2 separate regions of the Sus scrofa genome follow, and region 2 is linked to region 1. A link is a contact called in public promoter capture Hi-C data. All regions are on one chromosome and are shown on one strand. The core of a region is the stretch at or near the end of the contact, and the rest is flanking DNA. Distances in the headings are between cores, read along the strand shown. Region 1 holds the start of MAP3K13 (mitogen-activated protein kinase kinase kinase 13). Region 2 holds the start of TMEM41A (transmembrane protein 41A).

What was found. Promoter capture Hi-C pulls out the DNA fragments that hold promoters and counts their contacts.
Region 2: a promoter capture Hi-C map of liver shows a contact between it and region 1, with 2.0 times the contacts expected there. The contact joins the promoter of TMEM41A here to the promoter of MAP3K13 in region 1. A contact is called at or near these places in 1 of 5 promoter capture datasets (liver) and 1 of 2 datasets of contacts at active chromatin or transcription factors (alveolar macrophages).

The regions. Positions count from the first base shown.
Region 1 is chr13:123,173,624-123,178,662 of Sscrofa11.1, forward strand. MAP3K13 (mitogen-activated protein kinase kinase kinase 13) reads left to right here and starts at 2,454. Exons shown (of 15, transcript XM_021069980.1): 1 at 2,454-2,581.
Region 2 is chr13:123,362,248-123,367,286 of Sscrofa11.1, forward strand. TMEM41A (transmembrane protein 41A) reads right to left here and starts at 2,959. Exons shown (of 5, transcript XM_021069988.1): 1 at 2,745-2,959; 2 at 1,007-1,160. The coding sequence starts at 2,863.

The sequences.
Region 1 (5,039 bases), core at 1,204-3,703:
ATCCGAGCCACATTCACGACATACGCCGAAGCTTGAGGCAATGTGGGATCCTTAATCCACTGAGTGAGGCCAGAGATTGATCCTGCATCCTCACAGATACTATGTTGGGGTTTTTTGTTTTTCGTCTTTTTTGTCTCTTTAGGGCTGTACCCACGGCATATGGAAGTTACCAGGCTAGGGGTCCAATCAGAGCTGTAGCTGCCGGCGTACCCACAGCCACAGCAACACAGGATCCGAGCCTTGTCTGCAACCTACACCACAGCTCAGGGCAACGCCGGATCCTTAACCCACTGAGTGAGGTCAGGGATAGAACCCTTGTCCTCGTGGATGGTAGTTGGGTTCGTTAACCACTGAGCCAGGAGGGGAATTCCTATGTTGGGTTCTTAATGATCTGAGTCACAATGGGAACTCCCTGCTGTCTTTCTTGAATGAATAAACAAATGAATAGAACTAGGAGGCTTAGTCTTCACAACTTACTGCCACTGTCTAATTTTGTGACTTTCAGCAAATTTAGTTCCTATAGTCCATAGATTCATTAAAAATATCATTGAACTTTTTAAGTGATGGCTTTTTTTTTTTTTTAATGGAAGCTTTAAATTTCCTCTACCCAATGATGTTATTCAATGGGTCTATGGGACTACCTATTATTTTGGAACAGACTCATAACCAACATTTCAATAATACCTATGCTAGCTTTGTCATAGTTCTAAAACAGTCTAAATATTTAAGAGAAATTCCTTCCAAAACAGAAGTCCAAATAAAGTTGTGTCATGTCATTGACAGTGTATTCAGAGTCTTTACGTTAACCTTTATGAACGGCTAGCATCAGTTACTTATCCCTTTCCAGACAGTTAAAACTGAAGGTAGAGCTCACAGGAGCTGATACTTAACCCCTCATTTCTGGGTAGACATAAAAAGTTTGCCAGGGGAGAGGGGGGCTACTGTGTTTCAAATGAACTGAGCAGTGTCCAGACCAGAACATTCAAATGATCACTAGACTCATGTGGCATCTGCTAGGTTCCATCTGGACTGAGCATTTCCTAGTCTTTTTCACTTAAATGTGGTCTTGCAAGTGAATCTGCTTTTATCTTATCAACACCTTGAGGAAGATTTGGGGAATGAAAGGTAGTGAGCATTTTTATTTATTTATTTTTTGTCTTTTTGCCATTTCTTGGGCCGCTCCCACGGCATATGGAGGTTCCCAGGCTAGGGGTCCAATCGGAGCTGCAGCTGCCGGCCTACGCCAGAGCCACAGCAACGCGGGATCCGAGCCGCGTCTGCGACCTACACCACAGCTCACAGCAACGCCAGATAGCTAACCCACTGAGCAAGGGCAGGGATCGAACCTGCAACCTCATGGTTCCTAGTCGGATTCGTCAACCACTGCGCCACGACGGGAACTCCATTTTTTAAATTTAAAAAAAAAATTTTTTTTGGGGTAGTGAGCATTTTTAGATTCCACTTCTGGTCTAGCCCTGACACTAATCATGAGACTTTTAGTCAGTTGCTTCTCTGGATCCAATTTTCCTTACTTGTAACATCAAGAGGTTGAGGAAGTAATTATCTCTAAAGTTCTTTTCAAAATTCAACATTCTGTCAATTTTTTGTTCTAAGGATAAATCCTCAGCTCAGCTGGTCCCATCTTCTTTTTCCTCTGAGATGACTTTATTCCTTCCATAGCAACTTATTAAGCATCTCCAAATTTTTGAGGGTTGGGCCTTAGTTTTATCCATCTTTCCAATACCTAACGCAATAACCAAACAGGTTTTTTCAAGTAGCATTGAAAATTGCTTCCTATATAAAATTCCATCTTTGTTTGGAGACGCTCACAGTTCAGAAAAGTAAGTACCAAACATCGTTAACCACTTAATTAAAAACTGAGGATAAAAAGAAAAAATTGGTTCCAGCCTCCTTTACCAGCTGTATGTTCCAACGGGGAACCAGAGACCGCTTGTAAGTTAACACTCATTGACGCTTTCATTGTGCCAGCGCTTTCCATGTATTATCTCAAGTAATACACACACCAACCTTACTTTCTAGGTACTAGTATTATCTGTTTCACGCTTGAGGAAATGGAAGCAGAGCGGTAAGTAACTTGCCTAGGTAATACCGTTACAAGCGAGAGGCAGCCTCATTCGGGCAAGACTGAGAAATCCTTGTGATTCTCCAAGGGGCCTGACGCGGCCAGAGAACAGCTGAGTTGAAGGTACAGAAGGAGCAGGGGGAAGTGACCATAGGAGAGAAGGCTCCAAAAACAGGCAAAGTGTGAAAAACAAACAAACAAAAAATACACCTCTCCAGAATGCAATAACATAGGCAGCCGGAGTTTAGGAAAGCAGATGGAAAAACGCCGGGTAAACAAGACCTGTAAAGCGCTTGGAGCCCGAAGGAACCGAGGAACCGGTCGGAAGTGACGTCACTAGCGGTGTTGGACGTTCGGCAGACTGCGGGACCTGGAGGCATTCTGGCCCGACTTGACGCCCGGAAGTTACGCCCCGGAGGCGGTACCTGGTAGTGGAGGGCGTCGCGGTGGGCGGGGCGGGGCTTCCGTGGGCATCCTGGAACCCTGGATCCCAGGCAGGTAACCTGCGGGCCGAACCTGGACCGGGGCAAGGGGGGAAGTTGGGGTTGGGGGGCTCTCAGCTGGGTCGAAGCCTCAAGCTCGGGTGGGGAAACCTGGATCTCACATGAGGTGGTGGCTGAGGAAAGGCTTCTTGGTGTGGGACTCTCTAGAGAGAGAGGGATACGGGGAACTTTGGGAACAGGGTCGTGAGGGCCGAGGTCGTTGAGGAAACGCAGGCTGAGTATTGTAGGAGTCTAGAATACTGGGATCACAGGCTCATGAATATTTGCGCTTGGGGATGAACAGATGGAACCTGGGCAATGATATGAACTCACCTAGAGTTCATTTCCCACCTACTCTGACCCCTATCCTGTTCTGCTAGTAGGGATAGCGACATTGTCTTTTCATCTCTTAATCCAGGACAGTGTCTTGTCACCACTATTAGGCATTCTTTAGATGCTGTCTAATGGATGAATTAATGAAGGCAGAAACCCAGTTCTGGTTCAGCAGGGGGAATGTCCCTGGAACTTAAGCATCCTTACCTCTGAATGTAGAAGTGAGGTTAGCTTAGTTTGGGTTTTGAGGATGTCAGTGTTGTAGAGATTCCAGACGTTGTTGTTTTTGTTTTGTGGTTATTGGAAGTTAGTGTCTTAATATTTTTCTCTGGGGTGGGTAAAGAGAGTAAGGCAATCAGTTTGGTTTCTTTCAGCTTCCTCTGCTTTTCTGCGAGTAACTTCAGGTGAATGATACTGGGCAGGAGTTGGCCATCAAATAATAAGCTGCAGTTGTAGCACTGTGCTTCTGATTACTATTCTAAGTGCTTTCTTTTCTGCAGTGTGAACTCAGTTCCTTTTTCTTAATGTTTTCTTAGGGTACTTTTGACATTTGATATGTCAATGAGAATTGCTTCATAACAAAGATGAAAAAAAAATCCAGTCAGAGTTTTCTCCTGGTGTGTACACATAAGGCTAATAAATGAAACCCAGAGGGGCCCTGTGGGGCTCCTGGGCACAAATGCCTTTCCCCATTTCTTGTTCTTAGGAAATGGGCCTCATTCAGCTTCCATAACCTTCCTTGAGTTCCAAGGGACAGGTGCAGACAGTTGCTGATCAGGGAAGGAAGGGGTTGCAAAGACAAGGGAAGAATAGTCAAGCAACAATAGGACAGTCTTAAGAGATATACATAATAAAATAGGCACCTGAGAGAAAAGTTATATTCCTTTTGCTTTTTTTAGAAATGAATACTTTAAAACTGAACAGCTTAGGGTCCTTCCTTGTCCTTCTCCCTGGCTTAAATGCACACTGAACACAATAATCTGTAAGCTAAAGATAGGCACCCTGACCATAATTGCCTGTGGGTTAAAGATTATTAGCACATGATGTTTCTCAAGAACTTTCCTAGTTTGTTCTAATCTCTGATCAATATGCCCTTTTCGTAAGTACTATTATTCTAGGCAGTAAACCAGAAGATCACCATCATGATCATACCGAGGTCTTCTGACTCCAGATGTGGATGACTAAGATTCCCCCAAAGAAAGAAGAATGCATGTTTGTCCCAATCCCGATTCCTATCTGAAAACCTGTTTTTCTCCTTTTTACTATAAAACTCCTTGCAATTCTTTCCACTGAGGGTGGGGTGGGAGGGGAGCACAGTCTTTAGGGTATTAGCCTGCTGTGACCCTCCTTTGCCTGGCAAAGCAGTAAAGCTGTTTTTTCTCCTTTACCCCAAACTCTGTGTTTCAATTCGGCACCAGCAGACAGAGGCCAAATTTGGCAACACTGACTCCTTCCAAAGAGTGATAGGAGGCTTCCAAAAGAATGAATCCCTAAAGGTTAAATTGTTTCCTTTGTAAAGTATTTGTTTAGATGTCTTGAATGTGATGAAGAGTGGACTGGACCTAAAGAACAAGTAGTATAACCAGATTGTTTTCAGCCCTCAGATGGAGAAAAGTGCAAGTGACACATCAGGCTGTGTAGAGAGATCTGGGCATGAATCACTGTCTAGATGCAGTGATTGATTTAGATCTAGGGAGGTGATTTTATGTATGGGTTTCATTCTGTCTAATGAGATAGTAGTTTCTAAGTGGTCGTAGAATCTCATAATGGAGTAGGAAAACCTGACTTAATGGCTTTTTTTTTTTAATAAATAATAAGCTAGTAAACATTTTTAGATTTAAAGGAATTTAAGATGTTATTAGAAATAGATTGGAAAAAACCTGAAAGTAGAAATGTGAATACATTATTGAAGTCATCTAATTTTTAAAAGTTGCCTGCCTTTAAAGCTTCTTTTCCCACTTTTTGGAAATTGTTAGTATCCAAATCATCCCCACTTTGAGTGCTCTTACTATGGTGCCCTTTTAGGATACATATGAACTTGGTGCAAAGTAATATTTTGAGATCCTTTAGATTTATGTTAATATTAATGTCTTACTTAAAGTCTAATTTTGCTATTGGTCTGCTTTTTAATGTCATGTCCA
Region 2 (5,039 bases), core at 1,709-4,208, 190 kb after region 1:
CAGGTGCACCATCAACCGTGCCAGCCTCTCTGCACCTGCTGTATCATTTAATCCTCCGATGTAACAATCCTCGGGATTATACAGGAGAATCCCTACTCCACTGGACGAGGATATGGGGTTGGAGAAGTTAGGTGACTTGCTCATGGTGACACAGCTGGGATTCCAACCTACCCAAAGCTATAAGACATATACATTTACACGAACCAGCTTTCAGTGCTACTGCGAGGACAGCACAGATTCTTTTGTACAGCCTGAGACTACAACTGATGAGAAGCATCCAAGAGCCCAAACATAAGCTGGGGTTTAACACTGCGGCTCCTGAGAGCCAAGGATCCCCACAAAACCAGGAGGACCTGTCCTCTCCACACTGGGAGACTTCCCAGCCTCTACAGCCCAACATCACCATGAACAACCTGCACTTATTCATCAAACATTTATGACGGCACATCCCTATGCCAGGCAAAGAAATTCAAAGGATGAGAATAAGGAACAGGTCCTGTCCTCAAAAGAACTCAGACTAGAGAAGAAAACAGATTTTTAAAAAATCAAAAACATTACAGAAGCTCTGAAGGGGAAGAGTTGACCCAGCCTGGGATGGTGGGGCAGGGTCTCAAGGACAGCACCCCACAGCTATCAAATCGAATCCTTAAAAACAAAAACAGCATAACTGAGAGGAAAGGTAGGCTCGGGAGCTGGGTAGATGTGGGTTCAAACCCCAGGACTACCACCTCCTCGCCTTGTCATCTGGGATAGTTACCTGATTTCTCATCATTCATGGCCTTATCTTAAAAATGTGGAGAATAGTGTGTGTTATTGTCTCTTGCAAGAATTAAATAAGGTCATTCAGGTAAAGTGACTAGGACAGCACCTGACACAGGGGAAGCTGACAACAAATGGTAGCCACAGTAGTCTATCCTCTAGACCGTAAGAGCTGCAGCCCAAGGGCCCGTCTACAAGGACAGAAGGTGGCTTCCTGGCAGGCACAGGAGGAGGGCAGGATACTGACCAGGAAGCTGGAGCCAGGGATGGCAAAGCCCTGTTTGTAGAGGTAGGCACTGCAGAAGAGTAGGAATACGTAGGCCTGGTGCTCCTTCCGGTACTCTCGAAGGACCTCAGAGAGTTCCCGCAGCTCAGCCACATCTGAGGGGAACCATAGTGACCTGAGATTTGAAAAAGCAGATGGAAACAAAAGTCCAGATGAGCCTGATACCTAAGAAAGTCACTTGCTGTGTCTTTCTTCCAAAGGAGGTTTATAAATGTGCCCCTCATCTGGTCTGCCGGCAACACACGCATAACGGGAGGCCAGGATGACGGATGACATGATACAACACAGCAGAGGCAAGGAGAGCCTTGGTTTGGGAGCAAAGGACCTGTGGTTGCATCTCAACTCTGCTACTCTCCAGTTGCGTGATCTTGGGCTAGTCCCTGAGCCTCAGTTTCCTCATCTGAAAAAGGAGGGGTTGATGGTGGACAATCACCAAGTTCCCTCTTAGCTCTCAGGTTTTATGAACTATTCTTAAGAGGCAAATGGCTTAATATCTAGGCAAATGCAAAACATCCTAAACTACCTTTTCCTTTCCATGAGCACCTCCTCCCCCTAAGTTTTAGGCCAAGGACAATTCAAACTTGACACGACTTCTAAGTTACTAAGTAAAACAATTGTTTTATCAGTCACAAAAAAAGCCAATTAAAGATTCTCCAGGAAAGTATATTTGTCCCACGCCATAAACAAAATCTTTTCAATAATGTGTCAGGCTTGAAACCAGCCCTTTCAAAGAGCCGGCTTTTCACCCTGCTCTTTATATGGTCCTCAATGCACTATGAACCCAGTCCAAGAGCTTCAGTGTAAAGTCTACCTTGCCTCTGGCATCTAAACAACTCCTGAATCCATCAACGATCAAATCCATCAAATAAGCAAACTCTCCTGGTTCTCATCAGAATGTTTCTCTTAGTATGTATTACACCTACAGCAGAGCCTTCCCAGATGGAGCAAAAGAATACAATCTTTGCAAACAACCTTCTTAACAATCAAACATCATAACATCCCTGACACCCTTCCATTAACTTTATGAACAGTAGCTGCACTCACGACAAACTGGCCCGGTAGGTATTGTAACGCCTTCTGCCTCAGCTAGTCGGTCCTGAGAAGGAAAAGCTGAAACAGCCAGGAAGAGGGGCGGACCCGATAATTAATTAGCGAATAATTTAAAGTTGTCTGGGCAATGCTTTTCCTGAAGACAGAATGCCTTAAAGTCCCAAGGACAGACCTAACAAAACTGAAGTGAAGTGGGGAGGACGATGGAGGGAGGCTGGAAGCAGTCGTGAAGAAGGGGCTGCGGGTCCAACCAGGGCCGAGGGTCGGATGCACAGGGGAGTCAGGACTGGGCCAGGAAAGACGACAGGGACACAGCTCAAGAGGTGATGCCATGGCGCGAACAGAAATGCTCCGGGGTAAGACGCCGCGTTTCCCTCCGCAAATCTCACCCCCAAAAGGCACTAGACAGCATTCCCGCGCAGCGACCAGCAAGCAGGTCCCAGCTAGGACCGGGCCCCAGGTCCAGTCCACCCGGCCTGCTCGCGACCGTGTAGACGCTGTCTGATCCCCAGTCCTAGAACTGAACCTCAAATCCCGGCTCCCGACGCCTCCGATCTGGGAACCCCAACCTCGGGTTCCCAGACCCATCTTCCGACCTGGCTCCCCTCCTTTGACCTGAAACTTGTTCCCCGCCACCTCTGCCACGCACCTGTCTCCAGCCCCTTCGGCTGAGCCTAGTGTCTCCCCGCGGGGCAGTCGGGTCGACAGCAAGTACAAGGCAAAGGTGCAGCCGGCGAAGACCAGGAGGAGACCGAGCAGGGGACGCATATCGGCGCCCTCACCCCGACCCGCGGGGGCCGCAGACGAGCGCGGAAGCAGCACCGGGGACCTAACTGCTCGCGTACTGCGCACGCGGAGCGCGTTAGGGGACGGACCGGGGCGGGGTCCGCTCCAGGCCCCGCCCCCCAGATACAGACCCCGCCCCCTACCGGCCTCCGGCTGCTTGCCCCTTAGCCAGGAATCCTGCAGATCCGGTCTTGCAGCCTCCCTGTTCAGCACGTTCGTCTGTCCTCCTCCCGTTTGGGTGTCTTTTTCTGTTTATCTCTGTCTCTTGCTTCACTTCTTTGCGGGCTCTCTGCCAGGCGCTGGGAGAATCACGAGCCCTACCCACAGCGAGCTTGCGGTCTAGTGGTCACTCCAGTCTTGTCAACCATCGGTTGTAACACAAAGCAAATGCAGCCCTCTTAGAACCAAAGGCTCCTGTGAGTGTGGTGGAATGGTCGACACGGAAATAATGAGAATTTCCTTTTATTGAACGCCTATGTGCTCATTACCCTTAATGCTCCCAGGAATCCTGCAAGGTTGGTATTTTTGGTATTTTTGTCTTTATTTAACAAAAATCTGAGTCCTGGAAAGATTAAGTGACATCTCCGAAAAGAGAGCCAATATAGAGTCCAAGTCACCCTGAGTCCAAAACTAGCGGTCCCACACTGCGTGGATTCATGGAGAAGGTGGGGTTTTGAGTTTACCTTTGAGTTTACAGTAAAGCATGAGCAAGATTTCCACAACAGAGAGAGGAGGAATAGGGTGAGCTGGGGACCCCAGTAAGGTGCCAGCCTTCAGTATCTGTGAAGCCTAAATTGAGAAGTGAATGAGAAGGTGAGGAAAAACTCAGAAGTATTGAAAGGCAGCTAAGGAGAATGGTTTTTTAACATTGTGTTTTAAGGAGACACCAACAGAAGTGTTTAAGCAGGTGTTGCCGTTGTGGCACAGCAGAAACGAATCAGACTAGTGTCCCTGAGGAGGAGGGTTCAATCCCTGGCCTCGCTCAATGGGTTAAGAATCCGGTCTTGCCATGAGCTGTGGTGTAGGTAGCAGACACATCCTGATCTCGAGTTGCTGTGGCTGTGGCCTATACCAGCGGCTACAGCTCTGATTCGACCCTAGCCTTGGAACTACCATATGCTGCATGTGCGGCCCGAGAAAGAAAGAGAGGGAAAAGAAGTGTTTTAGCAATGGAATACATTAGTTCCCATTTTTGGATGTTTGCTCTGGCAAATGATTAGACTCCATTCTGAGTTGATAGCTGCAACTGACTTGGTGAGAAAGGATGCTGGGCTGAGCCAGGACCACATCAGTGGGGATGAAGGGAGGAAGATGGACAGACTGGGAGAAGTTGAGTTGGTAGGACATGCCTGATTAAATGGAGAATGACAGAGTCCAAAATGTTACAAGCCTGGATAACAGAAACCATCCTTGTCACATCATTCAAAACCCTTCTTGGGCCAATAAGGAGCACCTGTCAGAATTTGAAGTGCACAAGGTCCTATCAATTCTACATCCAGGAATTTAACCCCTAGGTATGCCCATAGGTAGACAAAGATGTTTGTTCAAGGGTGTTCTCTCAGCTTTGATATTAAGATATTGGGAACAACTTACCCATTATTTAGGGGGACTACTGAAGTTAATTATTGTCTATTCACAAATGGAACACTAAGTAGCTTCATGAAAGAGGGAGGCAACTCTGTCCTGATACAGTTCTGTTGCCCAGTATGGCTTGGATAACAAACACTTTTCAGTGTTAAGACTACATCATGACTCATTCGTAAGAAGAAAAAAAGGATATTTTTATATGTTCAAAATACTGAAGTATTTATGAATTAAATGGTTCAATGCATGAGATTTGCATCAAAATAATGAGATGGGGCTGTAGTGGGTAAGGATGTAAATAAAATACGAATGGCTGGAGTTCCCTTCGTGGCTCAGCAGTTGACAGACCCGACTAGGATTCATGAGGAGGAGGGTTCCTGGCTTCGATCGGTGGGTTAAGGATCTAGCATTGCCGTGAGCCAATCGCAGACGCAGCTCGGATCCCACGTTGCTGTGGCTGTGGTGTAGGCCAGCAGCTACAGCTCCTATTTGAACCCTAGCCTGGGAACTTCCATATGCCATGGATGTGGCCCTAAAAAGCAAAAATAATTTTTGAAAAATACAGTTGGCTGCT